2 separate regions of the Ovis aries genome follow, and region 1 is linked to region 2. Evidence: chromatin contacts called from public Hi-C data. All regions are on one chromosome and are shown on one strand. Each heading gives the region's core, a stretch centred on a gene start, on an enhancer-like site or on the middle of the called end of the contact. The rest is flanking DNA. Distances are from core to core; before and after follow the strand shown. Region 1 overlaps TTC7A (tetratricopeptide repeat domain 7A). Region 2 has its middle 37 kb from the start of EPCAM.

Evidence for each region. Hi-C and Micro-C count contacts between places; a contact is called where the count stands out from the background.
Region 1: a Hi-C map of liver shows a contact between it and region 2, with 7 times the contacts expected there. The contact joins two enhancer-like sites. A contact is called at or near these places in 15 of 16 Hi-C or Micro-C datasets (blood, hypothalamus, liver and 7 more).

The regions. Positions count from the first base shown.
Region 1 is chr3:77,353,852-77,358,643 of ARS-UI_Ramb_v3.0, reverse strand. The region is part of intron 5 of TTC7A (tetratricopeptide repeat domain 7A); the gene reads left to right. Among named protein-coding and RNA genes, the nearest start is that of TTC7A, 38 kb to the left of the region's middle. Within about 2 kb of position 2,158, at least 30 of the 54 cell types and tissues checked have an H3K27ac peak or open chromatin away from gene starts, as enhancers often do. A contact at or near this core is called in liver, where this site is marked.
Region 2 is chr3:77,065,771-77,070,464 of ARS-UI_Ramb_v3.0, reverse strand. No RefSeq gene overlaps it. Among named protein-coding and RNA genes, the nearest start is that of EPCAM, 37 kb to the right of the region's middle. Within about 2 kb of position 2,569, at least 19 of the 54 cell types and tissues checked have an H3K27ac peak or open chromatin away from gene starts, as enhancers often do. A contact at or near this core is called in liver, where this site is marked.

The DNA.
Region 1 (4,792 bases), core at 909-3,408, 290 kb before region 2:
TTCACCCCTCAGGGCTGCCTGCTCCCTTCCGCATACCAGCTTCTCTGCTGGTATGATGAGGTCAAGGTGAGCATCTTGGACAGCCAGGAGGGAAGGAGAGAGCCAGCAGTTATCAAGCACATGCTGTGTGCCAAGCTGGACCATGTGCTCTGTGAAGGAGGTCATGTGACTCCCGGGGCCAGGGCTCAAATGAGCTTGAGTTAGTTGCTTGACATCACTCCCTGGGGTTCCAGCTTCAGATTTGAGTGGCATGGAAACCCATGCCACTTAGGGTTTTGGGGGTGTCAGAGGGCAGCCTTGGTACTTGTGGGGTATGTGGGAGAAGGACAGGGTCCTGTTGATCCTTGCTGTGCTGAGTCAGGGCTCCACTTCCTTCTCTGGGACCCTGAGTCACATTCTCAGAGAGCGGCTCCTCTTCCGGAGCCCCTGCTCCTCCCGAGCTGGCCTGCTTCCTGCCCTGTCTTTGTTCCGCACACTCAGGCTGTGTGTGTGTGCGCGCGCGCATTTGCCTGTTGTGGGCAGAGGCATTAACCAGCCACCACCCCTCCGGGAAAGCCAGCATCATTTCAGTTCTTTTCTGAGGCTGTCACTTTGTTCCCCTGTCTTTGTCCTCTGCCTCCTGAAGCACAAATTTCAGTCCTTAGAGCCAGGATGCCAACTCCCCCAACCCCTGCTCCACCCTGCCTCCCACATATAGACAAATAGAGACTGAATCATCATTTTTCTCCCAGCGAACAGCCCGAACTTTTGAAAGCCTGAGTGTGAGGAGCAGTTCTCAGGATGCGTGGCAGCAGCGCGGTCCTTCCCTCTCTGTTTCCTGTGAACTCATCCAGCCCAGAGGTGACCCTGGAATGTGACAAAGATAAAGTAGTCCTGGGTGCCTGGGTGGGCTTTGAATAATGTCTTTATACCTTTCTTCTTGATGGTCGCCGATACTTGTTGAATACTTACTGCGTGTCAGGCAGAATGCTGATGCCTTTACATGTAATCCTGTAAAGTTGGAACTAGTAATATCCCCATTTTCCTGAAAGAGAGGTTAAGGAACTTGCCCAAAGTCACAAGGCCAGCAGGTGGTGTTGCCAGCAAACCTGGTGCTGAACTGTGTCTGTCCCACCCACAGCCTGGCCCCACACTTGAGAACCACGGTCTTAGCTCAGGGTGCAGAGGCTGGAGGTCAGGGGGAGACGGATGCAGATGCCTGACACCCTCGTCACTGTCTCTGGGGCAGCTCTGGAGAGTCTTTTCCAGGGCTCCAGAGCCGTTTGCTGGTGGTTAAATTCACTCCCATTGCCTGGGCTCTTGGGGTGTTTGGGAAGGGTTGGGAGAAACCCTTTGCTGTGTTGAAAGAGGTCACAGCCCAATAGCGGAAAGGTGGCTAAGATGGAAAAGCCCTGAGGAGAGACAGCAGCTCCTCTCCCAGCTTGCTGCTGAGAGCCCCCTGAGTGCTGCCCCCAGCTGCCAGGCCGGACGAGGTCCGTCCTCACAGGGCCCACGTCTGAGCGGGAGCTGTGGGAGCCATGTGTGGATGGTGGACAGTGCCCTGTGCTGGAGGAAAAGAAGGCAGGGGGTTGGGCGCCGCCTGGGACAGGGTGGACTCTAGGGAGACATTTTGTTCTGACAGGCTGGGTGGAGTGGAGTCCCTGGAGCTCCGGCACTGTTGGGTGTTAGAGGACGTTCATTAGAGCCAAAGAACAGGAGGAGGTGGTGGTATCTGCTTCTCAGACTCTGGGCTGGAATCTGAGAGCTGGAGCTCATTCCCGTGTGGGTGTGGTGTGGACCCAGGCTCCAGAGGGTCAGAGGAGAGCCTGCTGAGAACGGGGTGCCCAGCCCCAAGGGCCAGATGACCACGAGTAGTGCTGGCTCCCAGGGCCTGGCTTGTTGAGGATTGAGGATTGATCCCTCCAGTTGAGGATCTGCGTAACTTAAAGGGTGTGGTGCTCTCCACTGTGCAGTGTGAGTGGTGTTTGCTTGGCCTCCAGACAGTGCTGCTCCTTTAATCCTGAGCTTCACTGAGGCCTGGGCCTCCCTCATGCTGCCCGCTTACTCATTCAGTGTCTGAGGGACATTCATTTTTTCCAAGGGCCTTGCCCTATTGATCCTGCAGTTAATTTCCCCAGCTGACTCCTGCCCCTTGCTCTGTGACTGATGGCAGAGTTCCTAATTGACCTGGGACTGAAAGTGCTGGCCTGAAAGTCCAGAGTTGAAGGCCCCTCCCAAGGGGCAGGGACCTGGGATACCTGGGTTCCACTTCCCCCTCGCTGCCACCAGAGGGCAGCCGTGGACTCTGGTTGGAGCCTCACCCCAGGCAGTTCTGTGGATGACAACTGCCAGGAGGAGGCATCTCTCAGTTGGGGGTTGGTGAGCCCAGGGTCTTGGCTGTGGGGGAGGCTTGGTTCTCCTTTGCATGGAGCAGTTCCAGGAGTGAAGCAGCAGGGGGTAGCTGAGGGTGGTGCAATGCCAGGGAAACTGTTGATGACCCTGACCTCACTAGAACTGAGTCTCTGAGCATCTCCCAAGAAAAGAATTTGAGCTGACTGGGCTCCTTCCCCCACAGTGGGCAAGGGGCCATTTTCTCCTTGGAGTGTTTTTTTTTCCTTTCCTTCTCCCTAGATGTACAGAGCTCATTCTTGGCTCAGGTCTGGGAGCCAGCTTGGGTTATGTATGTTGAACCAGGTGGGCTGAATGTTTTGTGCATGCTCTTTAAAAAAACTTTTCAGTTGGTTTTTTTTTAATCACTAAAGCAATATTTGGTTTTGTACCAAAACCAAACAATAGAGAAGGGAATGTGTGTTTTCTAAGGGAGTTGCAGGGCTTGGCAGGCTGTGAAGCCTTATGAAAACACTCTCCCTTTTACTGTGTGTGTGTGTAGGTACCTTAGAAAACCCAGCCTGCTGTTGAGTATAACCCAGTGAGGGATGTGTCCAATCAGCAGTGATTTAGTATTCTCATCAGCCACCCAGTATCTGCAGTGCCGGGGGAGGGCAGGAGACAGATGGCTCAAGGGGGCATCCAGGGAGCAGAGTCACCCAGCAGCAAAACCCAGGAGAGCCTCCTGGTGGTCACGGAAGAGACCTCTTTAGGCAAAGGGAGAACTCGGAGGCCCATCAGAGAAGGCACATTCTTCCAGCCTCTCTCAATGCACAGTCTTTACTTATCGTCCTTACCCACTGCCCATCCCCTACCTCGCTAGACCGGTGTCCTTGCCTGGATGTCCTCAGGGCCCTGCCCGGAAGTGTCACAGTCTTTTTCTGGGGTTGGGAGTGAAGAGGAGAGCGTTAGTTTTTGAAACTGATGATGTGGTTCTGTGGCAGGAAGGAATAGCTTGATAACCATTTGAACTTCACCTGACCCTGCCTTCTGGTTCAGTCCTCCAGCTATTGGGGCCTGGCTGTGCATTTCTGGGTCTTTGACCAGAAACCTCTCATATGCGATTAGCAGTGCCAGCCCTGAACCGGAGACTTCCAGCCGGAGCCGTGCGTGCCAGAGCCTGTTTAGGTTCCACTTGGTGGTGATTCCATGTATTTTCTCATTCCCTGCTTCTCATTCTCCCCCTCAAGAAAATTTGTTGAGCGCCCTACTGTATGCAAAATATTTTGCTAAGCTCTTGAATAAATCAGGGGCGTGACTAAATTTATAGACCATGAGCACCTTACGTGCAAGCCCATAAATGAGCTATTCATTCATCATTCAGTCTTTTAATTCATCCCCCCTGTATTAGTTGGATGCCTGTTGAGAACAGGATAGTTGGTGTTCAATATCCAGTTCAGTTCAGTCACTCAGTCGTGTCTGATTCATTGTGACCCCATGGACTGCAGCACTCCAGGCGTCCCTGTCCGTTACCAACTCCCGGAGCTTGCTCAAACTCATGTCCATCGCGTCGGACAATATCCAGGTACTTGGTATGCAGTGAGCCCTTTGAAAAGACTTCGTCGAAGGAGTCCTGGAGTTCAAATAGCCAGGAAAGGGAAGTGTAACTATGCCAAGTCAGAACACTGTTGTCTTTCTGGAGAGTCTGGTTAGCTAGAAGGGAGTGAAATCTGAATCCCTTGGTGCCTGCAGGGAGCCCACCTTTTCCATTGGGTGAGTGATGGCCTAAAAAGGCAGGCATCTTCAGGGCTTTAATTTTCCCTTTGGAGAATGAGGATGGATTTATTCCACAATAATTTCTTGAGTGCCTCCTGTGTTCCAAGCATTGAGCTGGTGCCCGGGAATATGAAGCTTCCCTCACCAATCTCATTAGAAGTTGCAAAGGCTGGATGAGATAAAGTGCTTTGCAAAATCCTCCCCACTGCCTGCTGCTGACCAGGGGCCCCGGGGAGCTTGCCACCTCCTTGTGTGGCCCACTTGCAGGCTGCTCTAAGACAGGTTGTTTCCATTAACCCATGCCTGCACGCACATCTCCTCTTTCTCTCTGCTCCTGACCAGCCAGGGTTTGCTTGAGTTGGAATCCATGGCCTCCTGGTTTGTCTGCGTGCAGCCTGATTCTGGGCCAGGGTTTGTTGGAGGCTCCTGTTTGGACATTGTTAAAAGTGGCAGCTTTGCTCAGAAAGGTCAATGTGAGAGATTGGAACAAAGAGATCTTTCAAACTGGCCTCTCACGGGGTTCAGAAAAGCCCCAGCTCTACCTGGCACTGGCAGTTGAGACCTGTGACAGGATTATTCAGGCTGGTGGGAGAGACCCCAGCTTGTTTCCCATTTCCTGGAGGGGTGAGCTGAGGCAGAGGGGCATTCACGACATTTCAGAACAGGTTAGCATTGGCTGGGAGCCTGGGTCTCTCCCTGTCTAGCTCTG
Region 2 (4,694 bases), core at 1,320-3,819:
GAGCTGGCTCAAACTCATGTTCACTGAGTCAGTGATGCCACTATCATCTACCATATGATCCCACAATCCCATTCCTGGGCACATATCCAGAGAAAGCCATAATTCAAAAAGACACATGCACCCCAATGTTTATTGCATCACTATTTACAATAGCCAAGACATGGAAGCAATCTAAATTTCCATCAATAGATAAATGGATAAAGAAGATTTGGTCCATGCATACAATGGAATATTAGTCATAAAAAAGAACTATTTGATGCCATTCGCAGCAACATGGATGAGCCTAGAGATTGTCCTGTGTGTATAGTGTTGTTGTTGTTGTTTTTTTGGCCATGTGGGATCTTAGTTCCCCAACCAGGGATCGAATCCATGCCATGGAAGCATTGAGTCTTGACCACTGGGCCGCTGGGGAAGTCCCTGCAATATCATACTGAATGAAGTAAGTCATCTGCTGCTGCTGCTTGCTAAGTCACTTCAGTCGTGTCTGACTCTGTGTGACCCTGTAGATGGCAGCCCACCAGGCTCCCCCGTCCCTGGGATTCTCCAGGCAAGCACACCGGAGTGGGTTGCCATTTCCTCCTCCAATGCATGAAAGTGAAAAGTGAAAGGGAAGTCGCTCAGTTGCATCGGACTCTTTGCGACTCCATGGACTGCAGCCCACCAGGCTCCTCTGTCCATGGGATTTTCCAGGCAAGAATGGAGTGGGTTGCCATTGCCTTCTCTGAGTAAGTCATCTAGAGAAAGATAAATATCATATGATATAGCTTATATGTGGAATCATTTTAAAAAATGGTACAAGTGAACTTTTTTACAGAACAGAAATAGAGTTATAGATGTAGAAAACAAACTTAGGGTTACCAAGTGGGGAAGAGGCGTGGGACAAATTGGTAGATTGGGATTGACATACACACTACTGTATACAAAATGGATAACTACTAAGGACCTACTGTATACCACAGGGAACTCTACTCAATGCTCTGTGATGACCCATATGGAAAAGTAGTCTAAAAAAGAATGGATATACGTATGTATATAACTGATCCATTTTGCTGTACAGCAGAAATTAACACAACATTATAAATCAACCATACTCAAATAAAAATTAATTAAAAAAATAGAAGCCCTGTGGTTTTCAACCACCAGCTTCTGCAACAGGAAGAAGAAAGTACTATATGTCTTCCAGGCTTCAACAGCCTCTGAAAACAATGCTGTTTCTGTTTCAGACAATGATGCCCTGAAATAACCTGCCCATCCCTCCAGTTTTGCTCACACCTAGTCAATAATTAATCGGCCAGCTGGCATTCTTGGAGACACCAGTGAAGACCTGGTGCTATTTAGACCTAAAAGGATACTCTGAGGTTCACAGCCCTACTCCTGCCCTCAAGGAGTTTAGCATCAGAGGGTGTTTGAATCACCTAGGAGCTGGGCACCATGGGCACAGGAGAAAAAACAGTACAGGAAATGCCTTCCCTAGCATCAGGTTGAGCAAAATACCACCCTGATGACATTTGCCTGTGTCTGCAAATGTTTACCCAGGGATGGCACCACGTAGAGTGTTCATTATACACCTAAATTTGCCTTTGCAGGCTGCATTTTCCTTAGACATTTCCCAGGACTGAGAAAGGGACGGCAAGGAATATTAATCAGTTGCTAACTAGTCAGCCCTGTGCTGGCAGCTTTGCAGGTGTCATTTCATCTCCCCAGCCACCTGGTGGGAAATCCAGTTGTTCCTGCTTACTTCAGAGAGTTGGCACCCCTGAGGGGCTAGGGCTCAGGAGCTAAGGGCACATGCTTGTGAGTGAGTAGGGGGCTTAAGGAAAGTTCCAGCTCATGAAAAAAGGACCTCTGGTGCTGGCTCAGGAATGGGACTTCTTTCTGGAAGCTACAGGGGCCACGGAAGTATGATAGTGAGACGAGGCATCTGAGCAAATCTGCAGGAAAGCTTTCTGATGGCCATGTGAGGGCTGGCGGGGTGGAAGAGGAGGGATTGTAGCGTGAGAACAGGAGAAGGGCAAATCTGTTGTCCGCACCCCTCACTACCCTCAGCCCCCAAACTCACACACAGAGTAATGGTCTCTGGATCCAAATAAAGCATTTCAATAACCCAATTTAAAATTTTACACCCCAGTCCGTGGCCCCTGTATTAATCTGGATAATCAGAATTGACTAAACTGAGTCAACTGAAAGAAAGAAGCTTGGGCTGTGGGCAACAGCCCTGGTAGGTGGCTGCTATGCGGACAGGCTTGATGAGATCTGGTATTGTGGCTGAGGGAGTGGGGGGCAGGGGAGGGGCAGGAAGGCCCTGGGTTTTGGATTTAGTCAGGCTCTGAATTCTGACTTGTCCATTGAGAAAGTCATTTAATCTCTCTGATCCTGTTTATGCCTCAACTGGTCTGTAAGATAGATTTCATCATACCTGTTTCATGACTAAGGATTTAGAGCATTCTAAGTGCCTACCACCTCTGTGGTGCCCAGGAAATACCAGCTGATGTCATCACTTGAACCTGGTTGCTCTACAGGTCCAGCGCAGGCCAGCTTGGCTCTTCCCCATGGAGCAACAGTGCCTCTTGGTGGCGAAATGGGGAATGACAGGTCCTCCAGGTGCCAGGGCCCTGCTCCTACCCACCCCACACCCCATACGTTAGAAGTCTCATTAGTCCTACCCAATCAGAGCTGACAACTCAGGCCCATCCAGCACACACCTCTCACAAGAGCCCACGCTTCATGCTCACCAGCAAGTGACAGGCTCAATTGTCCCCGGTATGAGAGGACCTCAAACCTAGTGGGAACCACGAGCAAGGAAGAAAACACAAATTTCAGTAGCCTGATAACAGTTTTCTAGACATGACCATGACTTCCAAGCCCTCCCACCCGACCCCCAAGAATTATGAGTTGAAAGCAAAATGCCAGTTGCACAGACAGGCAGCCCTCAAAGAAAACAAGGCAGGAAGGATTCCATTCAACAAATGTACCGAAGGCTCCATCCAGGCCCCTGGCTCCAGGGCTAAGCCGTAGCTACAATGGTCAGCACAAAGAAAAAAAGCCCTGACCTCAGGTGCTGGCTATTAAGCGGAGAAATGACATCATCGGATACATAATTACAGACTGTAGCAAAGACACGAAGGAAAGGTTCAAGGTGCTGACCCCACCCAAGACAAGATGAAGTGTGTTCTTTGCTGCTCCCGTGGGCCTCACAAGCACCCTGCTGGTTGATGTGCTGCCCCTAGGCTCTGTGCATATAGCGTGTATTTAAATGTCTAGAATTGCCAGTGGTTAAGAATCTGCCTGCCAGTACAGGAGACGTGGGTTTGATACCTGGTCCGGGAAGATTCCATATGCTGAGGGGGAACTGAGCACATGTGCCAGTTGAGAAGCGCATGCACCCTGGAGCCTGGGCCCCGCAGTAACAGAAGCTTCTACAGTAAGAAGCCCGAGCACAGCCAGAGAGTAGCCTCTGTCCGCTGCAACTAGAGAAAGCCTGCACGCAGCAACAAAGACCCAGTGCAGCCAATAAATAGATGTTCACTGCTTTTGAAGGTGGGCCAGTGTGGCTCTGGGCTGTCTACCCCTCCACCTGGTAGACAGGAGTCAGGGAAGTCATCAATGAATGAAGAGGCTTTAATAAGTGTTGGTTTTATAAAAAGGGCATTCCCAGAAGCAGGAACAGCATGTTCAAAGGTTCTGAGGTGGGATCTCATGGAGAACTTTGGTGCCCAGAAATCGAGAATGGGGTGGTAACACTGAAGCAGGAGGCAGGGCACTGGAGCCATAATCAGTAGTGCGGCCTTGGTCAGAGCACTGGGAAATCCCATTCATCGCTCCTGCCTCTGCTATCCACCCACATACCCCGCCTACCCCAGAGACTAGCGGAGACAAGCCCTGTCTTGCTGCCTCCCTCTGCCCATCACTGTCCAGGGGACCGTTATCCAGTCTTTTCCAGAGCCCATCCCTTTTCTTCTCCTGCCAACAGCATCCTATCAAACTGTGTCTGAGATGTTTTTTCCCTTTCCTTTCTTCCTCTCTACGTTCCATAGTAAAATCCTGCTAAATTCAAAGCCATACTCTTGCTTTTAAGCTTCAAGGATTTCCTGCCAGCCCTGTGTGCCCAGCCCTGTGGTAAGGTGAGCCTGGGGATAGAAGAGAAAATACACTCCTTCCTTCCCCTGAAAGGGCTTCTCATGTTGTCCCAAGGCCAGAGACTGCCTCTCAGCTAGACACTCACATCTGAGCCCTATCCATGGAAGCTGCACATATCAGTGCCCTCTTTCTCCTTCTGAACGTTCAGGTCCTCACACAGGAGTCAGTCTGCTGGGCAGTCAGTTCATCTGGTTAATGACTCGAGATACGCAGGCAAGGACCCCTGGACCTGGAGTCTAAAAACCTGGGTTTGCAGCCTGGACCTGCCATATATTAACTGTACATCCTGAAACAAACTTCTTAACTTCTCTGGACTATGGTTTCTTCATTAATAAACTGAAGGTTAGCAAGACTTTCTCTGCCTTCTTTGCCTACTTTACGAGGATCAAACAAGGCCTTGTAGTGGTCCCAGATGAGGGTCCTGAGACATGTAGCATCCATGAGAACCTTTTCGCCAGCCCACAGTGGGCTTCCCAGTTGGCGCTAGCGGTAAAGAATCCGCCTGCCAATGCAGGGGACATAAGAGACGTGGGTTCGATCCCTGGGTTGGAAGATCC